5 separate regions of the Mus musculus genome follow, and all the other regions are linked to region 3. A link is a contact called in public HiChIP or PLAC-seq data. All regions are on one chromosome and are shown on one strand. Each heading gives the region's core, a stretch centred on a gene start, on an enhancer-like site or on the middle of the called end of the contact. The rest is flanking DNA. Distances are from core to core; before and after follow the strand shown. Region 1 has its middle 19 kb from the start of Dleu7. Region 2 has its middle 22 kb from the start of Gm35419. Region 3 overlaps Dleu2 (deleted in lymphocytic leukemia, 2). Region 4 has its middle 3.0 kb from the start of Gm35419. Region 5 has its middle 56 kb from the start of Gm35419.

The links. HiChIP or PLAC-seq counts read pairs in DNA pulled down with a chosen protein or histone mark.
Region 1: a contact with region 3 is called in an H3K4me3 HiChIP or PLAC-seq map of bone marrow-derived macrophages, with 8 times the contacts expected there. The contact joins two enhancer-like sites. A contact is called at or near these places in 4 of 39 promoter capture datasets (the C10 cell line, the HPC-7 cell line, cranial neural crest and 1 more) and 15 of 115 datasets of contacts at active chromatin or transcription factors (the NIH/3T3 cell line, acute myeloid leukemia, bone marrow-derived macrophages and 11 more).
Region 2: an H3K27ac HiChIP or PLAC-seq map of oligodendrocyte precursor cells shows a contact between it and region 3, with 13 times the contacts expected there. The contact joins two enhancer-like sites. A contact is called at or near these places in 1 of 39 promoter capture datasets (cranial neural crest), 1 of 484 Hi-C or Micro-C datasets (cerebral cortex) and 18 of 115 datasets of contacts at active chromatin or transcription factors (T-cell acute lymphoblastic leukemia, acute myeloid leukemia, astrocytes and 15 more).
Region 4: a contact with region 3 is called in an H3K27ac HiChIP or PLAC-seq map of heart atrium, with 6 times the contacts expected there. The contact joins two enhancer-like sites. A contact is called at or near these places in 1 of 39 promoter capture datasets (cranial neural crest), 10 of 484 Hi-C or Micro-C datasets (the HL-1 cell line, Sertoli cells, cerebral cortex and 6 more), 24 of 115 datasets of contacts at active chromatin or transcription factors (the SCID.adh cell line, T-cell acute lymphoblastic leukemia, acute myeloid leukemia and 18 more) and 1 of 9 other capture datasets (embryonic stem cells).
Region 5: a contact with region 3 is called in an H3K4me3 HiChIP or PLAC-seq map of forebrain, with 8 times the contacts expected there. The contact joins two enhancer-like sites. A contact is called at or near these places in 4 of 39 promoter capture datasets (the C10 cell line, cranial neural crest, frontonasal cranial neural crest and 1 more), 4 of 484 Hi-C or Micro-C datasets (cerebral cortex, cortical neurons, forebrain and 1 more) and 24 of 115 datasets of contacts at active chromatin or transcription factors (the SCID.adh cell line, bone marrow-derived macrophages, cardiomyocytes and 18 more).

The regions. Positions count from the first base shown.
Region 1 is chr14:62,272,509-62,275,208 of GRCm38.p6, forward strand. No RefSeq gene overlaps it. Among named protein-coding and RNA genes, the nearest start is that of Dleu7, 19 kb to the right of the region's middle. Within about 2 kb of position 1,278, at least 10 of the 459 cell types and tissues checked have an H3K27ac peak or open chromatin away from gene starts, as enhancers often do. A contact at or near this core is called in bone marrow-derived macrophages, where this site is marked.
Region 2 is chr14:62,191,592-62,194,291 of GRCm38.p6, forward strand. No RefSeq gene overlaps it. Among named protein-coding and RNA genes, the nearest start is that of Gm35419, 22 kb to the left of the region's middle. Within about 2 kb of position 1,385, at least 9 of the 459 cell types and tissues checked have an H3K27ac peak or open chromatin away from gene starts, as enhancers often do. A contact at or near this core is called in oligodendrocyte precursor cells, where this site is marked.
Region 3 is chr14:61,647,100-61,649,799 of GRCm38.p6, forward strand. The region is part of intron 1 of Dleu2 (deleted in lymphocytic leukemia, 2); the gene reads right to left. Among named protein-coding and RNA genes, the nearest start is that of Mir15a, 16 kb to the left of the region's middle. Within about 2 kb of position 1,287, at least 436 of the 459 cell types and tissues checked have an H3K27ac peak or open chromatin away from gene starts, as enhancers often do. A contact at or near this core is called in the SCID.adh cell line, T-cell acute lymphoblastic leukemia, bone marrow-derived macrophages and 11 more, where this site is marked.
Region 4 is chr14:62,172,636-62,175,335 of GRCm38.p6, forward strand. No RefSeq gene overlaps it. Among named protein-coding and RNA genes, the nearest start is that of Gm35419, 3.0 kb to the left of the region's middle. Within about 2 kb of position 1,421, at least 44 of the 459 cell types and tissues checked have an H3K27ac peak or open chromatin away from gene starts, as enhancers often do. A contact at or near this core is called in the SCID.adh cell line, T-cell acute lymphoblastic leukemia, cerebral cortex and 2 more, where this site is marked.
Region 5 is chr14:62,225,486-62,228,185 of GRCm38.p6, forward strand. No RefSeq gene overlaps it. Among named protein-coding and RNA genes, the nearest start is that of Gm35419, 56 kb to the left of the region's middle. Within about 2 kb of position 1,371, at least 47 of the 459 cell types and tissues checked have an H3K27ac peak or open chromatin away from gene starts, as enhancers often do. A contact at or near this core is called in cerebral cortex, cortical neurons, embryonic basal ganglia and 6 more, where this site is marked.

The DNA of each region.
Region 1 (2,700 bases), core at 28-2,527, 630 kb after region 3:
GGGAAGAAGGAAGGAAGGAAGGAAGGAAGGAGAAGGAATGGATCAGAGAGTGACATGTGTGTGTGAGAGAGAGAGAGGGAGAGAGAGAGAGAAAGAGAGAGAGAGAGAGAGAGAGAGAGAGAGAGAGAGAGAGAGACACTAGGGACTGAGCTTAGGGCCTCACACATGCTAGCTAAGCAAAATACCATTGAGCTATAATCCTACAAAGGATACTATTTTTATTAAAGGAGCAAGACATCCATTTTAATGATGTGACACTGTGGCTGAGAGCCACCTAGAGAGTAAAGGATAGGTGCAAAAGTTCCAAAAGTAGCTGTTATATCCAAAGAAATGAGGGCAACACAGAGGGTAGCATTCAGCCTAGGAGTGCTGTAGGTTACAGGGCAGAGAGGCAGGATTTGAACTTTAATCTCAGTGAGAAGGAAGCTGTCGGTGGTGGGCTGCTTAAGCTGGAATGTCAACTTCGTTAGAGTGAGCACCACCTAGGAGGTTGGTAAGGTGCGTGCTTGTGGCTACACCACTGAAGAGGTTAACTTCAGCTACACAGGCATCTCTTTTGCCTGATGCCTGGCTGCTGGGAGGTGCTCAGCTCTGCTCCTCTACAGCCCTCTACCACAATGCTCTGCTTTGCCGCAAAGCTAAAAGCTATAAAGTCAGACAGTCCCAGCACGAAGCCTCTGAAGCCGTGAGCCGAAACCAATCTTTAGTCTTTTCAACTGTTTCTCAGTTGTTTGACACAGAAAAACAAAACAAACAAACAAACAAACAAAAAACCCTGACTCACCCAGTGGACTTTGAAGAGGAATTGGCTTGGCTTCATTTACTGTAGTTGATGTGTGAGCAAGGGGGTCAAGGATGAGTCGAACAGTTTTATGCCCATATGGCCATAAGAAGAGTCATCATCAAGTGAGATGTAGAGGATACAGGAAAAACAGGTTTGGAGATCAAGAATTCCATTCTGACCTCTGAAATACCCTTTCCATCTATAAGCTAGATTGGGAGTGATCGATGTAGATCCTACCATGTCAGAAGGAGATGTTCTAATGTCTGCTGGAAACAGGAATTAAACAGTTGGGACCAAAGATAGTAACCAGATGTCACTGATGAGTAGGGGGAAAGCACCAAGGAGTAACTGGAGAGGAGGGCCCAAACTGATCCCTGAGCCACTTCAAATTCAAGGACTCAGGAGTCTTGGAAGAGCCAGGACATCAGCCTGTAGCCAATAAAGAAGTAGAACTGCCAGCGTCTGATGACCTGGAACTAAAACTAGAGTATGATCCAAGAAATGAGTCACCAAGTATGTCAAAGCTGCTGATGTGTCAGTAAGGAACAAGTTGAGACTTGCCACTGAAGTTATCAGTGTGGGTGTCATCGGGGTCTCTACAAGAGCCATGTTGGTGGATACTGGGCGTAAACTCATTTGAGGGCATTCAAAAGAAAACAAAAGAGATAGACTCATAAAAGCAGAGCTATTGCAGTAAATTTTGATGTTAATAATTTCAAAATATTGTGCATGTTCTAACACACTGAAAAAATGCTCTGCAGATCCTGAGGATGTGTGTAAGAGGGAAGGTGGTGAGCACGTAGGAAGGGCAGCATCGAGGGCCCGAGGAACTCCAGGGCCTCATCTGGACAGGTCCTCCGAGAGGCAGTCTGGAGCTTAGAGTGTATGACTACAGAGGCAGGCTTGGTAATTCTACAGTAAGACAGTAAACATGCCCATTGGGTGGCTTTCATTGTCTCTGTGTGCTCAGAAGCCAAGCCACACGCTAAGAATGAGGACACTGGAGGAAGGTAACTTGAGAAGGTATAGAATAGCCTCTAGACAGTGGACAGTTAAAGAGAACAGTGAATTGTCTCTTGAATGTTCTCCAACAGCACTACTCTATAGAAGTGCAATGCAAGTTGCTCACAGAGCCTCATGTATACTAGCAACCATATTGAAAGTTTTCTTTTAATGGTACACTTAATCACATGACATATGTGTGTGTTGTTTGTGTACAGCATCTTTATGTAGTATTGGGGTATGTGCACATGTGTGCAGGTGCATGTGGATGCAGAGGTCAGGGGAGGGCATGGGATATTTTCCTTAATCACGTTCTATCTTCTTTTCTGAGACAGGGTCTCCCACTGAACCTGAAGCTCACTGTTTTGGCTGGGCTGGCTGCCAGTAAGCTCCCAAGATCTGTCTGTCACTGTTCCCCAAATGCAGAACATTCATAGCTACACCTGGCTTTTATGTGGATATTGGAGAGTTGAACACCAGCCCTCTTGCTTTTAAAGCAAGTGTTCTTCTAATTACCTGTTTTATTCAACCCAGAATGTTCAGAATATCACTCCAGCAAGCAATTAGTCATAAGATATACTTAGGTATTTTAACTCCTGTCTGCTTGCAGCAAAAAACACAGAGGGCTCCTAGGAAAAGAACAAAGGGACCTGATAGCATGTACAGCAAATGAACAGATGTATTCAGGTAAATGATCATGAATACTGACAATAGAGATAACTCAATAGCTCACAGTTACGTGGGAAGATATAAAAAGACAGCAAGGACCAAAGACTTTCAGGACCTAGATGCTGTGCAGCATACACGAAGATGAAGAATTCTTGCCCTCAGGAACCCGATCTCAGTGGCAGACGTGCCAATTAGTCCTACTATAAAGACTGTGCATGATCAGCACCAGGATTGCAGCATTAGCT
Region 2 (2,700 bases), core at 135-2,634, 540 kb after region 3:
TATGTAACTTACTTCCAGCTGCTGACATTTCCAGAATGCTAAGTGCATTTTACATATGGAGTTATTCTGATACTAGTGTTATTAAATGCTTATTAGGTAACAAATAACTTGAAATCTCATTAGCTTGCCTGCAGAAGGGGTTTTTTTAATGCATTTTTTTCTCCTCGTTTTATAGGGAGGAGCACTGAGTGCATAAATCAGAGTACTTTATGGGATGCTGCAACACCTTGCTCCAATGCCAAGAGAGAGAATCTGATAGCATGGCTCTTAAAATTAAGACCCCCTGAAGACTGTGGTTCCTGCTAACAGAATATCCAGGATAGCCAGACATCGTGTCTCTCTCTTTTTGTTTTTTAAGTAGTTGCTTTTTCTGTTGTTCCATTTGAAGCAAACACCTGGAAGGACCCTTGCAACTCAGGTGACTTGAAAAGAGAACACAACCGGGGGAAGAGCAGTCTCGTGCAGGAAGAGCAGTCTCATGCAGGAAGAGCATCATGGATGCCATGGTTGAGACTGTACTGGACAACTTAAAATTATGCTCCTCAAAGTGTGTGCTTCTCAGCAAGTCTCAGTAAGAGGGAAAGCTTTATGAAGCAGAACCTCAGGTTTGCCTCTCATACCTGCAGAGTCAGAAGGCCCAGGTTTATAAGAGTCCCAGGTGACTCAGTGACGGTCAGGCTGTGAGTTCTGATTTAAATGTGGTGTCAGTCAGTGTGTGTGTATGTGTGTGTGTGTGTGTGTGTGTGTGTGTGTGTGTGTGTGTGTGTGTGTGTGAGAGAGAGAGAGGGGGGGGGACAGAGAGACAGAGAGACAGAGACAGAGAGACACAGACAGACACAGACACAGACAGACAGAGACGCAGATGCAGACAGACACAGACATACACAGACACAGACACAGACAGACACAGACACAGAGAGAAAGCAGTAAAACATAGCACTCATTTCTCTGATCACTTGGTCATTTCTTAAGAAAAAATAATTAGTAAACTGAACCAAAAATATATTGTGGAAGCAATTTTTCCCAAAGAAAAGGTTTGGGGACAATGGGACCACTTAGGAGGCAGTGGGACTTTGAGGAAGAAAAGAAGGAGGAAGTAGTTTGGAGATGGGGGCTCTATCTCACTGGGTCCAGAAGAACCTGCTGGTCTCATTCTGGTCACCAAAAGGACAAGGGGGATAGTGAGTGAAGAAAGAATCTAAATGAGACACTATGATGTGGAGTTCCCACTTACAAGCTAGGATGCGGAAAACCCAGGAATTTCTTCATAGGGTTGTCTGGTTTTTGAATCAATGATTCCTTTTGACACCAAGGGCTGCTTTAATTGCTTCCTCGTCCGTCCCAATGGCCTCCTGAAAGAGTTCATCTATCAGACATTTACTTCATCGGTTGAGTAAGACAAGCCTTCCTTTCAGTGTGAGCTAACAGGTGTGACCACTGCGGTTGCTCCGGTTACAGGCAAAAGCAAAGAAACTTGACTGATTTTGCTGGTGTGTAACGTTTTCCCGTGTGTAATTTTGGTTAGAAAGTAACTAAAGGCTTTTTACTCCTTGCATAAATGAGCCAGATTTTAACAAAATCAGAGTGACTGTCCCTGGGGGTAGAGTGCTGGGAGGAGGGGTGGGAGAGACAGGACAAAAGGCCTGAGGGTATGGTGTGAGAACTCAGGGCAAGGATGGTGGAGAGAAGCAGGCTTTCTCCTATTTCTCTTATGAGTGTTTCTCAACTCAACTCAGTTCAGGGAACTTTTGAAGGTAGAAAAGAGGGATTGTGTTGTGAGAAAAGACTTGACAGGACCTGCAGGAAGGGGCTTATTGTTCATGGGGTACAGTTCATCCTGGTAGGGGAAGGCATGGTGGCTGGAGTGGCCGGTTCCTTGCAAGCAGGAGTTTGCAATATCAGCCTAGCTTCTGAACCAGCTCTGCTCTGAAAGTGGAGGATTCTCTGCAAGCAGGCAAGAAGCCTATGGGGTGCCAGCCCTCAAGCCCCGCCCCTGAGACCCACTTCCTCCTGTAAGTCCCCACCTCCTAAAACTCTCAGGGAACTCCCAATTAGCTAGAGACCTCGTGTTCTTGAATCTGTGGGGGTCATTTTACATTCAATTCATAATGGTGACTCCCTGAAATTACTAGAAACAAATGAGCAAATAAATTGGCTAAACCACGGAAAAGCCCTTCCTAGATAATATAGCAGCAACGACGAGAAACCCATAGGAAAGGCAGCTTTAGCTCTATGTAAACGTAAAGCATTTGTATGTATACGCTAGGCCACCCTGGAAGAAACAAAATGCAGATAATCAGCAGCAGGAGAATTCGGTTTGTAATTCACATGACAGATGAGAGTGCATGCCATTTGTTGCATTGCTGATGTTATAATATTTACATTGCTACCAAATGTCTCTTTAATGAGTCAAATAAGTAAAAATAATACAAAATCATAAAGAACTCCCAGGAGAAAGGCTGAGAAGAAGCCCGCCTCCCCTAGGCCGCCCCATCCGGACACTCTGGAGCAGGAAGTACCAAGGAGGCTGGAAGGTGGAACATTTTACCACAGAAAATGTGTAATATCCAACAAAATGATCAATAATCTAAGCCGGTAGGAAAGAAATGCAAACTTACGGAGATCCATTTCAGCCGCGGCATCTTGCTTATTCATCACAAACATAGCAGAAGTGGAAACTGTACTGCGGCGCTTTTCCAC
Region 3 (2,700 bases), core at 37-2,536:
CAGAACCATCTGAAAGGCTTTTACGGAAGAAACAACTCTATTATGTACTAACTTAAAAAAAAAACTCCGATTTTACATTTTGTATTTATTTGAATAGTTCTCTGTCTAAACACAGTTTTTCGTAGGTCAAGAATTATCAGCTCTGGGATCAACATTCAAACCCCCCAGTCCCGCTTCCTTCCAGCCAATCAGTGGGTAAGAAGCCCGGCGTTTGGGAGCTCCGTTAGACTCAATTTGAAAAACATCACATTGCGCTCCTACTCTTCTGGAAGGGATCTAAATGAGGGCGGGTCCCCCAGTTTTCACAGACACACACCAAATCCAGGGTTCTGATAAAATTCCAGAGGGAGAAAGCTCTGTAGGGGGCCTGCTCTGACTAGCAAGTCACCGAGGGTCTCCTGAAGCCTGAGTCCTCGGCGAATAACCGAGAAGCTGCAGCAAAAGCATCCGCAGAGGATCACTAAGGCAGGTCCGTGCGACCCTCCCGCAGAACGTCCCATGAGCTAAGGGTTAATCTAGGGGTGCTGAGGGAGGAAAGCGACACAAGAGTTTAACGTGGACTCTTCACAAAGACTAGTACCTAGCGAGCATTACCTAAAGTCAAAGCTGTCACTGGCTCATTCAAGAGCTGTCGACTCTGGGTTGACAAAAAGCCAACAGCCAACGAAGAAAAAAAAGAAAGAAAGAAAGAAAGAAAGAAACCCCCCCCCCAAAGGAAAGACAACTCCGCTTTCTTCCGCCTCAGCGTCAGGAGTACCCAAGGAAAGTTGAGGACTGCAAAATGACCGTTAAATCGTAGGTGCAAAGGCTTGTCGGCAGGAGACACCAAGTTTCACGCTACTTTTCCTTGAGACGCTGCGATTCAAGGACCGGAGAAGGAAAAAGTCTTCTAAGAGCCCGACGCCAGGAAATCGCAAGCTCGCAGCCCCGTCCTTCCCTTCACCCCGACACCCCTCCCCCTCGAGCGAGAGAGGGGACCGCCGGGAGAGCAACGACAAAATGACCCAGCTGGATGCGGCCATCCATCCATCCGCCGCGCCCGGGGTCGGGATCCGGCCCGGGACCGGCCCGGCCGGCGTCGTTTCTTCCCCGCACTCCGCAGCGCACCTCGGGGGCCGCGGGCAGCCGTCTCTCCCGCGACCCAAGTTTCCCGGCAGGAGACGGCCTGCGCCCGGACCGCCGTGCACACCGGGGAGGGCGGGCGGGCGCCTGTCGCGGGCGACCCTGCCGCGCCGGCCTAGCTCCCCGGCCGCTCGCGCTGACAGGTCGGGCGGCGGCCGCTCGGCCGTGTCCCGCTCAAACCGCGCCTCCCCTCCCCCAGCTCCGCGCTCCCGCCACCCGAGCGCGGCCGGACGCCGCCCATCCGAGGACACCCAACTTACAGCAACCGGATCCCCTGGGGGAGCTTCTGCCGCGAAAGTGAGGGCAGACCCCGAGTCCGGTCCCTGCTCCCCTCACGGTCCTCCGGTCCCATCGCTGCCACCTCTCGAGACCCGCTTCGCTACTTGAGGCTCTTACCGACTGCGCCGCATCTGGCGAAGCCCCACCGACTGCCCTCTGCTCTAAGTTAATTTTTTTGATGATTTTTGGGGGATTTTCCGGCGTGATCCTAGCGTCGCGCTAGGCTCGGACAGGTTATCCCTTCCCTCCCGCTAGATTGATGAGATCAGGCATCACTCGAAAATGGCGCCGAAAGCGCTGAGACTCCTCATTCAAATTCGTTAGAGCCAACCCCGCCGCCCCGGGGCATGCCGGGAACGCGGGCCGGCTCCACAGCTGTCCCTGCCTCCCCCCACCCACCCCCGCGCGACCCTGCTGCGCATGCGGAAACTTCTACCTCCCTCTCCCCCGGCACATGCGCAGGATCGTCGTGGCGCAAGGCTCTCTACTTCCTCGGTTCCAGTCCCCGCTGTGTCTTGCGCTCCTGTGTGTGCCTGCGTGGCCCCTGTGCGGCAGTGGAGGTGGTCAGCTTTCGGACACTACTCCGGTGACACACTAGTGATGAAACAAATCAGGGACTATCTTAAGAGTTTCGTAAAAACAAGACAAAAACCGCTTTTAACTAAACTCCAAGCCACCGAGTGCGCCTTCGAGCCCTGGGTGGCCGCTCAGGAACTTAAAACCGCGTATCGCTGTCGTGCTCTCGCCCTCCGCCAGCGCCTCCCAGATCTGTCACACCTAAGCCTAGAACCATCTCACGAGGTAGGAATTTTACGGTTCAATCACACGACCAGCGGGCGGCTGTCACACCCCGACGTTTCCCTCCACCCCAGACCTCGAGGTGTGCGACCAGCCCACCATGCACAAGCCTTTGGATTCTGAACTGGAGACGGAGCTTTCGGTTCTGGATTGGAGCCGAAGATGTACAATCTTTTGGACGTCACTAGGGTACTTTTCCAAAAGAAAAAAAAAATAGTGCTAGAGTAAATTATGGACTCACCAGATAGGTTTCCCGTTGTATGAAGCCCCGAAAAAGTTGTAAGAGCCACTGGGTACTGATAATGTGGTACGCATTGTTATCAAACGCTTTGTGGATCAGGTGTCTCACTGCCCACAACACCTCTATGAAGTAGGTATTATTTTTGTTTTATGGCTATTGAAACCTGATGTTCCGATTATAAATTCTGCCGTCTTGCAGCTGGTGAGAGCAAGCTAGGTAAACCGCCTTTAAAAATGACTCTATAACAGGACAAAAAAAAT
Region 4 (2,700 bases), core at 171-2,670, 530 kb after region 3:
AGACAGAGAGCCTTGTGCATCTAAGTTAGGCATGAGGTAACCAAAGGCTGGAACTATTGTCTCTGCGTACTTCAGCCTAACTTGCTTCAGAATAGAGATTAGAGTCCAAGAGTCAAAATGATCACACAGAACAGGGAACTGTTTTCAAGACACAGGGGAGTATGCCGGGGGCGGGGGCGGGGGCGGGGGGGGCGTGGCACAGGGCAACTAAAGGGATAGAAAGAGGCACAGGAAGAAAAAAGGCCACTTTAGGATCAGCAAGAGAAAGACCTCCAGCCATTGCTGGCCATAGGGATCTGGCTGAAAATAAAACTAGGTGGAAATTGAAACATGTGTACAGCCCAAGTCAGACTTATGAGAGAATGCACTATCTGTGTTTAAGGGCCTTGGAAAATGACTTAGGGGCCTTGGAGAAGTGACTCGGGGCATTTGAGTTTTGTGAAGCTGGAACTCTGCAGATCCTGACTGGACTCCCAGTCAGTGGGAGAAGAATTCAAGGAGAGGGTGCATCCCAGCAGTCTGACAGACAGAGAACTGTAAGGGACACGACACCACACTGTGAGGTCAAACACCAGAGAGCTCTGAGCAGTGCTGCCTGCTGCCTGCTGGCTACTGTCTGAAGGGCTGCATCTCTGGCCTCACTGGGGCTTGTGTATTTGAGGATAAGGCTCCCTTTCCTGCCATCTTTTAAGTTGTGTATTATAGAGACTATAAACTATGCACAAAAATAAACACACTAATCTAATAGACCCCTTTGTACCTATCAACTATTTTCAACAACTATAAATCCACAGTCTTTCTTACAGGCATTACATAATTTCATCTAAAATAGTCCATGCTGCATTTCTAAAGCATAAATACTGTTTGGGCTAGAGAGATGGCTCAGCCCTTAAGAGCACACACTGCTCTTACAGAGAACCCAAGGGCAGTTTCAAGCACACACATCAAGCAACTCACTATAGCCTGTGACTCCAGCTCCCAGGATCCAAAGTCTCCAAGAGCACCTGTACACACATGTATGTTGTGTATACCCAAACATACCCAAACATAGAACTAAAAATAAACTGAATATCAAAACAAGCCTTTAACCAGACTTCTTTTCTATTGCCTGTAGTGCTGGCAAGCATCAAGTAAGTGCTCAACTTTGCAACCCTTTCCATCGGAGGACTGTGGTTTCTGTAGAACTCTACCCTCCCCCCCCCCCATCCCACATAGAGAGAAAACTGAAGCAGGTTCCCCAGGAAAGATGCAGTCCACACCCTCGCCGTCGAGTTTTTCTCTGTAGTGATGCAGCATACATATGGGAAACAGAAAGGGTGGCACCTAGAGGAGGCAAGCACATTGGCAATATACAGAGAAAGTAACCAACAAACCCCGAATTCTGCATGATGCCCAGAGGAGCTGGGCCTGGTGCCAGGAGCTGAGACATGCTTCCATTGTCACTGGCAGATGACAGATTTAGAAACAGACAGGGGATCCTCTTATCAAGAGGAACGCTGTCAGCTGAGGTCATTCGCATTTCAAAAGTACAATCAACCCAACGTGAGCTGGGGGTATTAAACATGATTTTTCTCACCTTGAATGACCCCTTCTCCCTACATTAAGCTGCCTATTTAGATCATTTAAACCGTGCGGCAGCAAATTGAAAACATGGGCTTTCTGGGCTGTGTATTTTCTTTCTCGTGTTGGAACATTTCCCTTGAGAACCCCAGGTCTCATGATCATGGCAAAGAAAGTCCCACATGACTTTCTGATTAAGCGCTTCGTGATGTGCACGTACAAGCTGATGAATCGATTTTTTCTTTCTTTCTTTCTTTCTTTCTTGGCTAAAGTGCAGCATCTGCTTCGAAGAAACACATTGCGCTGCCACTTCTCTGTCAGCTGCTTGATCTGTTTGTCAACAAAACCGAGTGCAAAGGGATTGTACTTCTACAAAAGTAATCTCATCTCAAAGCAGCTTGTCCAAAGATTCTACAAGGCATCACAATGACCCCAGATGACATTATCTATCTGCCTGATTGCTAGATGTGGCTCTCTGCAGTCACAAGTCACTAAAGGACTCAAATATGCATTTTCCCTACTGCTCTGAACTAATGCTTCCTGCTGTGAGGGTTGGGATAGCGTCACATGCCAGCTTTTAGATATTTGTATTCACTGACTGATTTAAAATACAGACCGAATACCAAAACCAGTCACTATTTACTTTAATATCAGTAATCCTGACTTGATCAAAAAATATTCACAAGAATTTCTCCCCCCCCCCCCGCCAGTTTGTGTATGTTTTTGCCATTCCTTTGAATTAATGCATTACATCAAAGTGTCTAGCTTTTTTTTAAAGAAGCTTTGTTATAATTTCCTTTGACCTCTTTTATGTGCATCCAAGAAAAGGCCCAGAGCAGCAGCTTTCTCTGTTCTGGCCCCAGGGAAAGCCTTGGGGCTCCTTGGAGGCTCTGCCGTTCCCACCACAGATTCCCAAGAGAGAGAGAAAGGCTACAGCTTCCCCTACAGATTCCCAGCCATCCACCTTCCCCACTGGTAAGCCAAGTATCTCAGACAAAATTAGATAATGGAGCCGACCTTACTGTTCCACTGCCAAACCTCCTTGACTTTCTGATGAAAATATGGAACAGATAACCCTGTGGGTGGATGATTCTCAGTTCAGAAAAGAACACCAAACATATTTTAAGAAGAGGTCATTTG
Region 5 (2,700 bases), core at 121-2,620, 580 kb after region 3:
TTCTTTCTGTCATCACCTGTGTACTATTAGTCCTCTCTCAATAGTTTTCTTCCTCCTCCTCACTAAAAGCCCCTTGATATTTTCCTGGGTTCTACAGATACTCCAAATTAAACACACATCTAGAGATTCAATACTGGGACCTCCACATGAGTGACAATGTACAGTGTTCTCCTGGTTCTGGACGGCCTCACTTAGAATAAATAAGTCAGCTGTTCTCATGTGAACTCTCAAGTCAGAGTTTAGGTGAGCTGTGGAACATGTTTTCAGGTTGGATTGTAAAGAAAAGGATAGGTGTGTGTGTGTGTGTGTGCGTGAGCATGTGCCATATACCATGTAAAAGTGTCAAGTATGTCAATTAAATTCTCAACCTCACAAATCTTTTAAAGAAAGCTCACTCTCTCTCTCTCTCTCTCTCCCTCTCTCTCTCTCTCTCTGTGTGTGTGTGTGTGTATGTGTGTGTATGTGTGTGTATGTGGGTGTGTATGTGTGTGTATGTGTGTGTGTGTGTGTGTTTGTGCACTTATGAACATGTGCTTTTGAACAGATGACACAAATGCATGAAGTCAGAGTGCTTTAGAATCACAGAACTCTGGAGAGTACAGTATTTGGTTTTGTCTAGTTTAGTCAGGTTCTCACTATCCAGATCTTGCTGACCTGCAACTCACTATGTAGACCAGGCTGGCCATGAACTCATAGAGATCTGCTTGCCTCTGCCTCCCAAATGCTGAGATTAAAATGCAGGACACTGTGGGTGGCTTAGATTGAGATATTTTACAGATGATCTCTCTCACTCACCGAAAATTTTGGCTAGAGAAACACAGGAGTGTCACAGCCCAGGTGAAGTATGTAGTTCATGCTAGAAGGTCCTAGAATGGAGATTGTTTTAGCTGGAGAGATGAATCAGCTGTCAGAGGATCTGAGAGAGCCACATGCAACTCCAGTTCCCAGGAGTCTGATGGTCTTCTCTTGCCTCCAAAGCTACTTGCATGCCTGTGGCACACATAAACACACAAAAAAATAACATACACAGATATATCCAATAATATACACAAATACATGCACAGAAGATAAAAAGTACATCTTTTGAAAAAGAATGCACTGTTTTGTGGCTTCTCTCCACGCCCCATCTGATGACTTGGCTCTTTTGTTCTTACAAAGTCACCAGAATAGGTCGCCCTCTGCTGAGCTGAGTCTGCTAGGGAAGGTTCTGCATTCACGGGCACACTCAGCTCCAGTTGGAAAGATCAGAGCTGTAAACTTTGACTTCGGCAGTTGAATGAGACATTGTTTGATGGAACTGTGTGGGCAGGGAGTCTAACAAATAACCAGTTGCCAACTCTGAAGCAAGCATGCTCTCTTTATCGCCCGATGTAGTTCTTGACGTAATGAGCATGGCTTCCAATTTTCCTTGCAAATGGGTACACTGGTGACCATGGTAACTGGCATGCTCAAAAGATGTCCTGTGAAGGCCTTTGAAAGGCTACCGACATTTATATTAGGCGGGCATAACCATGCCAACGAGTGCGTAAGAAACACCCAACTAGACAGTGCTCCTCAGAACCGAGCAGTTTCGAAATAGCATTTGTGATTCTCGTTAAGTAGAAATGAATATGACTCCATTAGAGAGGAGAGAGGCAGAGTATTTTATGTACAGCTGTGTCTTGAGGCAACATAGAGAGTACTCAAACAACAACTGCCCGTGACTGTAAAGTCTGCCTTTCACTTCTTATGCTCATTTCATCCCTGTCCCCTCCTCCCTCTCTTTCTTTCTTTTGTGTAGGTTTTTCAGAACTTAGTCTCCGGTTCCAAAGCTGGCCAGCACAGTGGTCTTGCCTGTTCCTTCACATGCCACTGGGTAGCCCTTTTATATTTAAAGCATCCTTGGTTTGTTGGTATGCTACAGCTACACTTGTGCAAAGCAGATTCTTTCTCTCCGTTCATGAGGAAAGGCAGAAGGCTAGCGGATTAATACTACCAGGGAGGAAATTAAACTCTTAAGACTCGGTGTCTACATATAATGAGATTCTAAATGTTAAAAAGCAGGAGGGATGAGTTGTGGGGTTTTCATGTGGCTGAAGAGAAGAGGATCTATTATTAGATTCGGGGTGTCTCTTGGGACAGTCTTTCTTCGGGTCCCCACCTTTTTTGAAAGGTGGTTTGTTTCTTTTTTGAAAGGATAAAAAAGGGATCTGGAGAAGGGAGCTGGTGAGTCTTTCTGATGAGAGACATGGGGAATTGAAGAACAGAATGATATGGCTAATTTTTTTGAGCCATTAGTCAGCATTTTGAGCTCATATCTTCCTGAGTCTGTTTCAGCTCTTTAACAGGTCAACCTACACATTTGTCTTTTTGAGAATTTTACACATGAGTACTGTAGTGACATAATTTCTGCCACCCCGCACCTCCTCCCATGTTGCCCAACTCCCTCTCAAATTTATAATTTCTTTTTTAATTATTGTCACTGCTCACACATATATGTGCTCAGTTGTGTTTTTATGTAAATACAGCCTGCTGCATTCATTTACTGTTGTTTGTGGATGAGAAAAAAAATCTCATGACGTGTCACCCCTAGATAAAGAGCTAAGGGCTATGGATGGCTGTGTGCATTTCTTTCCTTTTTATTTTTAAGATTTGTTTTTATTTTATGTGCATAAATACCAGCATTTATTTATGTATATATATACCATGTCTGTGCCTGGT